Linked DNA regions of Mus musculus: regions 1, 2 and 4 are each linked to region 3. Evidence: chromatin contacts called from public HiChIP or PLAC-seq and promoter capture Hi-C data. All regions are on one chromosome and are shown on one strand. The core of a region is the stretch at or near the end of the contact, and the rest is flanking DNA. Distances in the headings are between cores, read along the strand shown. Region 1 overlaps Vcl (vinculin). Region 2 overlaps Adk (adenosine kinase). Region 3 holds the start of Chchd1 (coiled-coil-helix-coiled-coil-helix domain containing 1). Region 4 overlaps Adk (adenosine kinase).

Evidence for each region. Promoter capture Hi-C pulls out the DNA fragments that hold promoters and counts their contacts. HiChIP or PLAC-seq counts read pairs in DNA pulled down with a chosen protein or histone mark.
Region 1: a FOXA1 HiChIP or PLAC-seq map of pancreatic cancer cells shows a contact between it and region 3. The contact joins the enhancer-like site here to the promoter of Chchd1 in region 3. A contact is called at or near these places in 9 of 39 promoter capture datasets (the C10 cell line, the HPC-7 cell line, cranial neural crest and 5 more), 1 of 484 Hi-C or Micro-C datasets (nephron progenitors), 7 of 115 datasets of contacts at active chromatin or transcription factors (the 230-238 cell line, the SCID.adh cell line, bone marrow-derived macrophages and 3 more) and 3 of 9 other capture datasets (adipose tissue, liver and macrophages).
Region 2: a FOXA1 HiChIP or PLAC-seq map of pancreatic cancer cells shows a contact between it and region 3. The contact joins the enhancer-like site here to the promoter of Chchd1 in region 3. A contact is called at or near these places in 6 of 39 promoter capture datasets (the C10 cell line, the HPC-7 cell line, cranial neural crest and 2 more), 1 of 484 Hi-C or Micro-C datasets (adipose-derived mesenchymal stem cells), 8 of 115 datasets of contacts at active chromatin or transcription factors (the NIH/3T3 cell line, the SCID.adh cell line, bone marrow-derived macrophages and 5 more) and 3 of 9 other capture datasets (adipose tissue, liver and pancreatic islet).
Region 4: a promoter capture Hi-C map of the 3T3-L1 cell line shows a contact between it and region 3, with 9 times the contacts expected there. The contact joins the enhancer-like site here to the promoter of Chchd1 in region 3. A contact is called at or near these places in 9 of 39 promoter capture datasets (the 3T3-L1 cell line, 3T3-L1-derived adipocytes, the C10 cell line and 4 more), 1 of 115 datasets of contacts at active chromatin or transcription factors (pancreatic cancer cells) and 1 of 9 other capture datasets (liver).

Annotation. Positions count from the first base shown.
Region 1 is chr14:20,972,531-20,975,947 of GRCm38.p6, reverse strand. The region is part of intron 2 of Vcl (vinculin); the gene reads right to left. Among named protein-coding and RNA genes, the nearest start is that of Vcl, 45 kb to the right of the region's middle. Within about 2 kb of position 1,902, at least 58 of the 459 cell types and tissues checked have an H3K27ac peak or open chromatin away from gene starts, as enhancers often do. A contact at or near this core is called in pancreatic cancer cells, where this site is marked.
Region 2 is chr14:21,086,107-21,089,297 of GRCm38.p6, reverse strand. The region is part of intron 1 of Adk (adenosine kinase); the gene reads right to left. Among named protein-coding and RNA genes, the nearest start is that of Adk, 35 kb to the right of the region's middle. Within about 2 kb of position 1,792, at least 124 of the 459 cell types and tissues checked have an H3K27ac peak or open chromatin away from gene starts, as enhancers often do. A contact at or near this core is called in the NIH/3T3 cell line, adipose tissue, embryonic stem cells and 5 more, where this site is marked.
Region 3 is chr14:20,701,369-20,704,537 of GRCm38.p6, reverse strand. It overlaps Chchd1 (coiled-coil-helix-coiled-coil-helix domain containing 1), which reads right to left and starts at 1,511. Exons shown (of 3, transcript NM_025366.3): 1 at 1,341-1,511; 2 at 1,130-1,248; 3 at 113-417. The coding sequence starts at 1,464. The coding sequence ends at 304. 6230400D17Rik (RIKEN cDNA 6230400D17 gene) reads left to right here and starts at 1,439. Exons shown (of 1, transcript NR_029446.1): 1 at 1,439-2,526. It overlaps Gm25328 (a small nuclear RNA gene), which reads right to left and starts at 3,015; the gene lies at 2,909-3,015.
Region 4 is chr14:21,111,123-21,114,455 of GRCm38.p6, reverse strand. The region is part of intron 3 of Adk (adenosine kinase); the gene reads right to left. Among named protein-coding and RNA genes, the nearest start is that of Adk, 60 kb to the right of the region's middle. Within about 2 kb of position 1,440, at least 51 of the 459 cell types and tissues checked have an H3K27ac peak or open chromatin away from gene starts, as enhancers often do. A contact at or near this core is called in liver, where this site is marked.

The sequences.
Region 1 (3,417 bases), core at 653-3,152, 270 kb before region 3:
AAAGACCAGGAAAAGAACCTATTTTATGAAAATTAAATAACCTTGATATAAACTTGTTCAAGAACAGAACAAGAAAATTATTCAACAAGGTTCTTCATGAACAAAGAAGCAAAAACCTTTTAATATTTTAGCTACTTAGGGACAGAGATGGCTCAATTGATAGGTGCTTGCCACCAATCTTAGAACCCACTTGGTGGAAAGGGAAGAAATGATTCTTGCAGGGTCTATCTAACTTCTGACCTCCATAAACATACACACACAATGAAATACATATAACAAAAACATTAAATGTCAGATAATTAAATCTGGTATGACGGCTTACAGCTGTAACCCCAGCACTCAGACAACTGTAGCAGGAGGAAGGGGAGAGGGAATCTGAGGTCAGTCAGGACCATACGGTGAGATTCAGTCTTAAAAATGGGGTGGGGCACACCATCCTAACCCAACTCAGCACTGCTGTTTGGTTGGGCAAGAAGATCTTGCTATGCAGCCCACGCAGCCTTTGTAGCTCAGGATGGCCTCAAACTAGCAATCGTCCAGCTTTCAACCCCCTAAGTGTGTCCCAACTCCCTGTTAATGCTTTTTAAAATCATAACCAAATACAATTTATCCACCAAAAAAAAATGCAAGCATGGTTCATTATCAGAAAATGTACATTCATGTAGTGGACTACTGGTTACCATAATACAATAAAGGAAAAAACTGTGTGATTGTCTCAATGGATACTGAAAAAAAACATTAAACAAATACAAGCTATTTGTGTGTGTGTGTGTGTGTGTGTGTGTGTGTGTGTGTGTGTATAATTCAGCTGAAGATAACTGTCTAAAACCTTAAGACCCTGGGTCTGATCTCCAGCACAACAAGTAAGTCTTACCATGAGCAGAAATATAAATAAATATAAATATAAATAAAATCTTACCATGAGCAGAAATATAGACTGGAGGAAAGAAACGACTATCATAATGTTTTTAAAGTAGCTGAGTTTATTTAAGAAAGTAATTTTAAAAAAAAAGAGAGAGAGAGTCTGTGGCAGGAGTGGACCATCAGCAAACCTCCTCCCCTCTAGATAGTTTTACCTCTATTATCATTCATGGATGCCTTGAAGAAACTAGCCTACTATCAGCCAGCATTCTCACAAAGGAGAGGGAGAGTGTGACTTAGCACAGGCCTTGCAGTCAGACAGTCTTGGGTTAGGATCTTCTGCCATCCCTGGGCTCAGTTACTTTCAACAAGTTACTGAGCTTCTGAGCCTCTGCTGCCTCGTGAACAAAATGAAGTGGATTAAATAACAAGCAGTCCACACATGGAATTTAAGAAATAGAGCTGTTTCATGGGTTCCTTGGCTCTACTCTGGGAAGAACAATAAAAATCTGAAACAATTTAAGGAAAAGCAACATATAATCTTTACACTTTAATAATGCATTTATTCATTTGAGATTTGAACTATATTGGAAAAGTCAGGGTAATAAAGGAATAGTGTTTCTATCTGCCTTTCGTCCTGTTTAACTTATTCGTATGTGTGTGCATGTGTGTGTGCGAGAGTGAGTAAGCGCATGTGTAAGTGTATGTTTGTATGGGGGGATGAGAGAGAGAGAGAGAGAGAGTGTGTGTGTGTGTGTGTGTGTGTGTGTGTGTGTGTGTGTATTCATGTGCACATAGTAAAGTCTTAACTCATTGAGTGTCTTCCTCAATCAAATTCAACTAGACTGGCTACCCAGTGGGTAAACCACCAGGACTCTCCAGACTCCACCCTACCCCCTGGCCCCCAATGTTGGGGTTACAGGTACATATCACTGGGTATAGTGATATACCCAACCTTTTCTGCAGGTGCTAGGGATCCAAACTCACACCCTCATGCTTACACAGCAGGTACTTTCTGCAGTGAGTCATCTTCCCAGGCCTGTTTGTCCAGGAAAAACCTGTGGCAGTCAACAGTCTCTATATACCTATGGGATGAGTCACTTAGTCAATAGTATGTGTGATCCCTGAATCTGTAAAAGCTTAGTACTTTCATTCTTTACAGTTGGCACATTTTAAGACAAAGGAGCCAAGGGGATGGCTTAGTGTAGTACAGGACTTGCTGTGCAAGTCTGGCAGCCTGAGTTAATATCCTTGGAACCCACAAGAGCTAGATGAGGTGCAGCTTACATCTATCAGAAGAATCACCAAAGCTCACAAGAACAGCAACAGGACAGAAACAAAAGGTAACCCAGCCTCAATAGCAGAGAAAACCAAGTCCTGGAAGTTATCCTCCGACCTCACAGCCACATTAGGGCAAGCACATGCCTGCACCCTCACATAGACCATAAACCACATACATAGAAACATAACAAATAAACAAGAATTATTAAGACAGTGAAATATATCACAGATTACATCTGTACTTTTCTCCTTTTTGAAACACTTAGGAAAAGAATAAACTGTTATCTTCTAAAAATAGTACACAACTTTAATCCCTCATCTCAGGAGCCAGAGACAGGTGAATTTAAATTTAAAGAAGTCAGCTTGGTCTACATAGTGAAACTGTCTCTCAAAGCAAAACAAGTCATTACTGTCCGAGAGTCACACTTCTTTCTGGAGAACCTGACTATAAAATGAACATACCTTCAGAAACCATGAAATCTGCAATAAGAAAGTAACAGGGTGATCTTGGGTGAGTTGGTTTGTCAAGGATTGGTCTTTTTATCTATATAATGAGTTTATTACTGATGGTGTACACCTGCAATCTTGGGATCAGGATTTTAGGCCAGCTTTGGCTATATATGCAGCTCAAAGTTAACTTAGGCCGCATGAGACTCTGCCTCAAATGTGAGAGCTTATTTTAAATGAGCAGAATCTTTACATTGGCATTCTCAGAATTACATGGTGTCTTAGTCAGGGTTTTATTGCTGCGACAAAAACCATGACCAGTAGTAAGTTTTGGAGGAAAGGATTTATTTGGCTCACAAGTCCACATTGTTTCTCATTACTGAAGGAAATCAGGACAGGAACAGGCAAGAGTTGATGAAGAAGACATGGAGGGGTGCCTCCTTTTTGGCTTGCTCTCATGACTTGCTCAGCCTGCTTTCTTATAGAACCCAGTATCACCAGACCAGGGAGGTACTACCCACAATAGACTAGAACCTCCCCCATCAATTACTAACTAAGAAAATGCCTTACAGCCAGATCTTATGGAGGCACTTTCTCAGTTAATGTCCCTCCTTTTAGGTAACTAGTTTTTGTGTCAAGTTGACATAAGACTAGCCAGCAAACATGGTAATATTATGTATATACATGCTAGTAATGTATATGTGATCTCCCTGGGCCCTCTGAGCTCTTTTCAACCTTGTGATTACTCTGTAGACAATGGAACACAAGTGACACAAGCCTAATGTTTTATTTGCTCATTTCTAATTGAAGGGTACATAAAGTAAACAA
Region 2 (3,191 bases), core at 543-3,042, 380 kb before region 3:
CTGGCTGACCTAGAACTCACTATGTAAACCAGACTGGGCTCAAACACAGAGATGTTCTCTGCCTCTACCTCTGGAGTGCTGGGATTAAAGGTGTATACCACCATGCCTAGCAATGATAGTTATTTTTAGAAATGGATAAACGACTACCCACACCTATAAGCCTACTGCTACTCTTGAGAGACAGAGGCAGGGGGATAAGGAGTGATAGGCCTTCTTCAGCTGCACAAGACTGGCAGAGATAAAGGTATTCTAAAGGGACACTAATGTCTCTCAATCTGACTCACACTATTGAAACAATGAACTCCAAAGAAATGGGAATTTCTCCAGGAATCTCATGCTGGGAGAAGGGAAGGAGCTAGATAAAGAAAGGATTTGTCTCCAGGAAAGATTTCACACAGCTCCACCAGCTTGTCAGACCACCTTCCAGGGTGAGAGCGGAAGAGCAGACACCTTGATTGTTACCACAGATGTGTACATTCCTGGCCGGCTATTTAAACTTTAATCTCTCTCCAGGATCCTGAAGACAGATTGAGGGCAGGGGCCCGAATCTCTGCCCCTCTTTCCAAGTAGCCACACTGAATAAATCTCCTCTTTCCTGCCTTCCATTTTAAGTCTGGCTATTTTTACAGGTTTTGAGACTGGGTGGCCAGACCAGTCAGTCCCCTTCCAGACTGTCTTTGACAACAGACTCTTCTGGGGAATAAATAGCAGAGTTTGTGGTTTTATGTATCAAACTGTTTCATCCAAATGTAGAAGAACATATGGAAGCTCATCTCACTAGATGCGATGGTGGAAGATGGTCAGGAAACCCTCCCACAGAAGGGCGGGCTCAATCACCTAGATGGCCTGAGTAATTCTAAAACACCTGGTGTATGAGGAAGGTAAAAGTTGGTCCCAAGAAGTTGGAATCTGAACATACATATTTCTTTAACATTTCGTTTTCTTCTTATTTACAGTGAGAGAGGGTGTGTGCACGGCCACATATGTTCAAGTGCCCTCCAAAGCCAGACAAGGGCTCCAGATCTCCCGGAGCTGGAGTCACAGAGCTTGGGTCAAGGAACTGCTCATCTGGGGATCAGTAAGGGCTCTTAACCTTTGCACCATCATCTCTCCAGCCCCGAAACATACATGTTTAGCGCAAAAAGAAATTACCAAAGGAGTAGAAGGTTGAAGATGCTAGACAGAAGAAAAGTGACGTGTGTCTAAAGCATTGCACTATTTCCTCACGAATGAATGGGGCCATTCGAGCAATTTCCTGACAGGGTCTGGCCTGACTGACAAAGCAACTACATAAGTGACCGTTTGTCTCAGTATCTTTTTTATACCTAACACTGAAATATTGACATGTTTGCCACATTTGTCTGCTTGAGACAGGGTCTTGTTGTGTAGTCTAGGCTGCTCTGTGATTCATGTCCAGGCATGGGCCACCCCACCCAGCTTATAAATGAATAATAATTTTCAGACTGCAAAACTGACTCATCCTTTTACAATTATAAGAGCTCCAAAGGAGAAGAAAATACATAACCAGCTATGGGAGAGTGGCTGAATGCAGGTAGGGCAGCTAGCTTCCTAGTGGTTTTACTTAAGGTCTTAGTAGATTTGTATCAACCTGACACTAGTTAGAATTATCTAGGAAGAAGAAACTCAATTGAGAAAACACCTGCAGGCAATTTGGTAGGCCATTTTCTTGATTAATGATTGATGTGAAAGGCCAGGGGGGTTGGAGTGCACCCTGAGCAAGCAGGCAGATCTAGGTTGTATATGAAAGCAAACTAAACAAGGCAGGAGGAGAGGGCCACTAAGCAGCATCGCTTCAGAGCCATGCTTGGGTTCCCCAGCGGCCTGCCCTGCCTGTGTTCTTGTGCTGCCTTCCTTTGACAATGGACTGGGATCTGGGCTGTACACAGAAATAAACCCTATCCTCTCCGAGTTGCTTTTACAGTTTTATCACAGGAATAGAGATCCCTCTCTGCCTCTCCCCAGTTTCATAGTGATTCTGAGAAGAAACAACCCTCACAGACTGAAGCCAGATGCCAGGCAGCCCCTGAGAGGTGAGAAATGTGCTGGTACACTATCAAAGCTCTATTTCGGAGAACTGCAATCATTTCAGCTAACTGACAGGTCCTTCAGAAGCTCAAGCCTTCCCGTGTTTGAGCTGATCCTGAGCTTGCCCTGTGCTCAGAGTTTCCCAAAGAGCATCTCAAATACAACCAGCTGCAACTGTTTAACATTCCAGCTGCTTGAAGCAGTTGGAACAAACAAGTTAACCAAAAACATAAAAGGGAAAGTGTAAGGAAAAAACATCCACAGAGGGAACCTCCAGAATGTTCCTAAAATTGCAGTGGCCAAGCTTAAGGAAGACAAGGGAAGGCCCGAAGCACCCATATCTGCCTGGGCAGAAGACCGCACAAGCACAAACGACAGCTTTACTGCTGTAAGCTCTGGCTGCGTGTTTAGGATGTGCCTCGACAGGCACAGTATCTCTAAGCAGACTGGGAAACAGTAGCAAGTATAACAGGAATGTGAAAAACTGGATCCTCAGACATTGTTGGAAATGTAAAATGATGCAGCCACATTGGTAAACAGGGATGAAGTTTCTAAAGAAGGAAGAAGAGACAGAGAAGGAAGGAGACAGAAAAATGGGGGCTTTTACCTCAAAGGAACAAAAAACATGGTTTGTTCTGAAGCCAAATGTGAGTGATTATACCCAGAAATAGTTTACCAAATGCCATGTTCCAATAATGTAACAGTTTAATAAAGTTTTATAGTAACACAAGAAAATCATAAATCAAGACCCTTTCTGAATACATTGGTAGAAATATTAGAAAAGCTGGGAAATCAAACTATGGACTTCAGATGTTATCTGCAGGGGTCTGTCTGTACATTCCAAAAGATTTACCTAACGGTCACAAAGATATTAGGTCACACGGAGAGGAAGGTAATAAATGGTTATTAAGTGTGTTAAAGATAGCCCAAGATAATTTGGCTTGGCAACATTCCATCATTTCCACATCATTAAAGTTCTAATGAGTCAGTCAGCCTTTGTTGTCAGCTTCTATCCAGGAATTTTTGTTCACAAAATAACATAAAATTATCCTATGAAGCTGCATCCTTCCCTAAGAGAAACAAACATATGGCAACACAAAACTTACACATGGGTGCTCACAGTACTACTATTCACAACAGCCAGA
Region 3 (3,169 bases), core at 262-2,761:
GGTTGGCTCAGAGGTTGGGTGCTTGCCCAGTGAAGGGAAAGGCAGAGATATTCCTCTTCAGGATGGGGCTGGAGGTGTGAGGAGAAGCAGCTAATTAGAAGAAATGGCCAACTTCTTTTTAGAGGATTTTATTTCAAGACAGCATCCAGAATACGATTCATTCAAAAGAGCAAAATTAAGTATTTTGCCTCATTTTACCCTTCAAAAACTCGTAGCAATGCAAATGCAAACCGCAAACCTCCCAAACGTGCCTCTCTGTATAGCTTTTGGAAATGAGAGTTCATTGAAAATATTTCTCCATTTTCAGATGAGATGAGATTTGTTGGGAAATCTCTGTAACAACTTGGTCATCTTGTGGGGAGATAAACTCTCGGACTGTCCCAGAGACTCCTGGATTGATCTCATCTTCCTGGCTTCCTGAAAACACAACAGAAAACAGAAAACAAAAAACAAAGTCACAGTTCTTTAGCTTATTCTGACCTAGACCCATAATTTTTATAATATTCCAAACCCCAAGAGACCCTGCCTCAAGGAATAAAGTGGAAGAGGAATGGAGGAAAATTCCAGACGTTTACCTCAGGCCACCACACAGCACTGGTGCCCACAGATGTGTCCCTGCATTTTCAAGCACGCAAGCACTTACACACATACACACACACACACACACACACACACCCCAAACAAACAAACAAAAAACCCAAAGGAACAAAAAGGGGATTTAAAGGGATTGGGGATGTACAAATGATTGTTATCATCTCAAACTACTATTCTGGCTAGCAAATTAGTGAAGATCAACCTATGACAAAACTTAGCTTTTTCTCACTTTGGTGAGGGTGAGCCAGTCACAGATGAATGGGAGACTCTGTACATAATTTAACACAGGGCGGTGTGAACCATTTCTTTGCGTTTGGTTTTTTTTTTTTGGTTTTTCGAGACAGGGTTTCTCTGTGTAGCCCTGGCTGTCCTGGCACTCACTTTGTAGACCAGGCTGGCCTCGAACTCAGAAATCCACCTGCCTCTGCCTCCCAAGTGCTGGGATTAAAGGCGTGCGCCACCACGCCCGGCTTGAACCATTTCTTTGTATTCCCCTTTCTTTTCCCAAGAAGGCACGCTAGGAGCCAGACATCACCTGAGCCCTGGAAGAACAATCGAAGAAGTCCTGGATCTCTTTCCTGCACGCCTCGTCGCGGAATTCATTCTGCTTCCAGCAAGCCATCATCATCGACATCTCCGTGATACAGGTTGCCTCTGGAGGGGAAGAACTGGGAGACCTTCAGCCACAGGGCGACCTAACACCTCTCCCCCGAGATTACCTAGCCGCCCCCGCTCCAAGTGCTCACCTCCCTTTTCTCTACGTCGGTTCCCGACGCGGTTAGCTAAGATAAGAGGCTTGTTGGGTTTCAGTATAGGTTTTCCCGGGTTCGCAAACCGCGCCAGGCGGCCGCGTAGACTGGGCGTCGCCATTTTGCACAGCGTTCCCAGTAGGCTCCGCGGCGCCGTGCGTGACCCCTCTTGACCTCTACGCGCTTGGCGTGCGGACAACGGGCAGCTGTGCGCGCACTTTCCGGGTCTTGGCCTCACGGTGACACTGGATTCGAACCCCGTCGGGCCGGCAGCCGACAGCAGGTTAGGATGCTATAGGTTGTGCGCGCCCTTTGCGTGCTCGGGACCCGGCAGGATTCAGGGGCCCCGTGTCCGCGGCTGCCACTTATTTGTGAGTCGGTGTCTGCGTGTGGGCACCACGTGAGTGCCGCGTCCGTGGCGGCCAGGGGAAGGCGTTGGATCCCGTGGGGCTGGAGTTAAGGATTTTGGATTGCAAAGGACTTTTGTTTTAACAAGTCTGTGAGAATGATGATTCCTTTTGCCAGGCGGTGGTGACGCTCGCCTTTAAATCCCGGCACTGGGGAGGTGGGGAGGCGGGGAGGCGGGGAGGCAGGCGGATCTGAGTTTGAGGCCAGCCTGGTCTCCAGGACTGCCAGGGCTACACAGAGAAACTCTGTAGCAGAAAAACCAAAATAATAAAATGGTTGCTTTTTACAACTCTTACATGGACTGCTAGGTAGATACTGTTTACTCGTTTGGAATGATCGCACAGTAGGGTGAACGTTGTAACATTTACGTGTGACATACACAACATTTAATATTAGAGCAACTATATCACTTCTTTTTATAGACCTCCAGTTGTGATTTGTTGGACTTGAGTGTTTGACTTAACTGTTTACAAAACCGAATCAAAAGATGTGCTATATATAGATTCTTTGGTATTTGCAAATGAATTCAAGACATTTCTGCTAATGGAAGCGGAATCCAGCAGTCCTGTAGTTTATATGATGTCTACTTTAGAGCAAGGTATATTTGCTGACATTTTTTACCTCAGATGTTTGGAATTCTCCCTTGATAGCCTACGTGGATGCCTTTCTTCCGGAGTCACATAGCTAATTCAGGAGGGAAATTCCAGGAATGGGCCTGACCAAAAAGTCCATCTTTTGGTCAGTATTTAGTATCTAATAAAGCTTGCTTTAAATTTAGCCCAAAATGGTGGACTTCGTTTTTCTGGCGAATCCCAAGATTAACACTGGGTTCACATCAGAGGGGTTTTCCCTCTCTTACCACACCCTACCGGCAGCCATCAAGGCACCTTTTTTATTGTCACACACATTTATATTGTTTGTGACCTTATGTACCCCAACATCTACTTTGAAATCTTAGCTAGCTCAGGGTCTGGAGAGGTAGCTCCGTGCTTAAAGAGTGTTTTTAGCTCTTCCAGAGGACTGTTTGGTTTCCAGCATCCACGTTGCAGGGCTCATAATTACTTCTACCAACACCTCGAACGCACACATGGGTAAATTTCTTTTCTTTCCCAAACTTTAATTTGCATTTGCTAACAAATCTTTTTTATCCACTTTACAAAACTATGGAACACTTCACGAATTTGCGTGTCATCCTTGTGCAAGGGCCATGCTAATCTTCTCTGTATCGTCCCCGTTTTAGTATATAGGCTGCCAAAGCGAGCACGGAAAAATATTTTTAAATATCTCTTAAATGTTTAAAATGAGACGAGCCTTTGTGTATCTTGTTCATGCTAAAAATAGCTATGCCAGGCGTGGCATATGCCTACAATCCAAGCACTTGGGAAATTGAGGCAGGAGACAGATTAAAGAGTTTGAAA
Region 4 (3,333 bases), core at 191-2,690, 410 kb before region 3:
ATCCCCAGAATCCACTTAGCTCACCTCCTACCTTTACTTGTGTTACATCATTACCCATATATATAAAGAAAGCCATACCCCATCTCTCTCTCTCTCTCTCTCTCTCTCTCTCTCTCTCTCTCTCTCTCTCTCTCTCTCTCTTCCCCCCTTCTCTTTTCTGCTGCCACCTTGCCCCTCTTACACGTGGAACTGTTTTGGCCTGGTGTGCTATGTTCCAACTCGAGCCACTATTCTAACATATCACCTCCTGCCTTGGTCTCACAAGTGAACTAGGCATGCTGAGCCACACCCATCTCTTCAAGTCTGTTAACATTATAGTCAACTGTGGGATGAATTCACCTTTCATAGAGGTGGACCATTAGGAGGGGACAGGACAAAGTGAACGGAAGGTTACTTAATAAGCAGAATGACAGAAGGGGCAGGACTGGAGGCAGGCAACCTTGGGTCCTACTGTTAACACCTCAGGAGGGAATCATCAAGGAATAAAGAACGAGTAGAGTCAGAGTTGGAGACATTCTGGATATTCAAGACATTTTATTCACTAAAAAGCATACTGAGTCAGGTATGCTAGTGAACACCTTTAACCTCAGCTCAGGGAGGGTGGTTGAGTTTAAGGAGAATCGGGCCTATTTACCAAGTTCCAGTCCTGCCAGGGACATACCCTGAGACCCAATCACCAAACATAAGTAAGAAAGCCTAAAAACAAAAGTATACTGAGCGCGTAAAGGTACAAAGACAGAGGGAACTTTACCTTTGGCTGGCTCCTGAGATGAGATGGAAGGAAACAAAATTACAGGACAACCTAGCTCTTCTAATGTAAAATCTGGCCAGAAACCAGATCAGGGAGGTCAAGAAACCTTCTGGGCTGGCTGTGGGGCAGCGTGCCTTTATCAGACTGTGGAGGCACACGTTTGTGGGTTCCAGGTCAGCCAGGGGCACACTGTGAGACCCTATCTCAAAACACAAAATTTTCAGGAACATCTCTGAATCTTTCTGTTTACTTTGTTTTGAAGACACAAGCTCCACTGTGTAGCTCTAGCCATCCTCGAATTCATTTGTAGATCAAGCTGGCCTTGAACTCACAGATCCACCTGCCTCTCTGCTTCCTGAGTGCAGGGATCAATGGGGTGTGCCACTATCACCAGCTTAAGAATCTTAAAACTAAAAAAAAAAAAAAAAAAAGGAAAGAAAGAAAGAAAGAAAAGAAAAAGAAGAAAAAAGAAATTACAAACCCTAAAGGAATTGGAATCACTAAGACACCCTAACAGGCCAAATATCAATAATGAAACTAGTTAGACAACTGACACATTTCCTTAGAGATGATGAGAGAGCAAAGCAGGAGAGGTTTACAATTGCTCTCAAGGCAGGAATGACTCACAGTGCCCTTGAGAAGCCATGCCTGGGAGGCTTCTATGGAAGGAGAAAACACCACTTCAAAGTGGTCGCCACAGACAGGAACATAAAGCTATATACCACTAGGTATTCTATTTCACAAGTGTTTTGCCAACCTGTATTCAAACTGAAAGCTCGTGATCAGAAAATAAAGATCAAAGTTCCTTCACCAAAAGAGCAACCCCCGGGTTCAGATGTTTTCACAGCACACATATTGAGCAATGACTAGCGTTAGGTAAAATGGCAAAGGCAGAGGGCACAGTGAGGTAGGTAGGGGTGGGGAGGTGCTTCCCTCGCATGTGGGAGGCACCGGATGGGATCCCTGGCACCAAGGCAGAAACGTTCTTGTTAATTATGATTGTCATACCTCAGGAGAGTCGTTAGTAAAATTAAAAGTATGGTACTTAACACTGTTTTTATCTGAAAATAGGCAGAAATGTGAGGAATATTTTCATTATAATAATGAAAATGGGAAGGTTTAAATTAGGCATTAAACAGTGCCTGATGCATAACTTAATTAATAGTTTTTACACCATTAAATATATGCAGGCCAGGGAGAAGGCTCGGGGGATAATGCACATGGTGCTGAAACTTGAGGACATGAGTAGATGTACACAACCCGCCCAAGGGTCAAGTGCATGCGGTGACCCATCTGCAACCCAACATGCACCACGCCCTGATTTATAAAGTTCTGAGAACCAGGCGTAGGGCCTCAAACACACTACACAAGTACTCTACCCACTGAGGCAAATCCCCAACCCATTTGTTTGCTCTGCAACTGACTCAGAAAGAACATGTGATACAGAGGACAATCACATTAGAAAGTTTGTCTGAGTAGTTTTTTAAAAGAAACACTCTCTTATTGTCACTAAATTCTCAACTATAATTACCTCTAGAGCTGCACTAGCCATTCGTCACCATGAAGGGTCCCAGCCTATAACAGAACACCAGGGATGAGAAACTCCAAACCATCCACACCGAAGACTGTGAGGCACTTGCAAGCAAAAGCTTCGTAAGAGTACTATATAACTCAAGACTTTTTAAACCTGAAAGATATGTTTTCACAGTATATTTTCATGATGGTTCCCCTCCCCCAATCTCTCCCAGATCCTCCTCCCCACCTCGACCTCCCAACACAAAAACAGAAAAATAAAAAGCAAAAGAATAATAGGACAAAAAAAAAAAAAGTACCAAAATAAAACAAAAGTCTACAAAAATACTACAGAGTTTATTTTGTGTTGGCTAAACACTCCTGGGCATAGGGCCTGCTGTGTAATGCAGTTGACACACCCAGTGACACTCCATAGGAGAGCTGCTTTCCCCTTTGTATCAAGTGTAAACAGCTTCTTGGTTATGGGTGAGAGCCTCTGTCCACACCCCTCATTGCCAGGACCCCATCTGTGTAGGCCTTGTGTATGTTGCACGGTCTCTTCAGTTTGTATGCACATCAGTACTGCTGTGTGTGTTCTCACTGCCTTTCTGCCTCCTCTTCAGCAGAGATGCCTGATCCTTGATGGAAGGAGTTTGGTGAAGACCTCTCATTTACCACTGAGTGTTGCAAAAGTCTCTCCTCCTCTGTTACTATCTAGTTGTGGATCTCCGTGTTAACTCCCATTTAATGCAGGAGGAAGTTCTCTGACAGGAGTTGAGCAAATCTCATGACTTTTGATAAAATAAGTATCTAAAAGGTTAATGCTCTCTTTTGCTACACACACACACAGAGAGAGAAAGAGAGGGGGAGAGAGAGAGAGAGAGAGAGAGCGAGCAAGCACTCAATCACTAAGCTATACTCAAAGTCCAGAGCAACATATTTAAAAAAAAAAAAAAACAAAAAAACAAAAATACCTGATTAGAGAAACCTAAAACTGTCTTTTAAAAGCTCAAACCAAAAGAGCAGTTACAGTAACTATATAAACTTAACTACCAACATGAAATACTTGC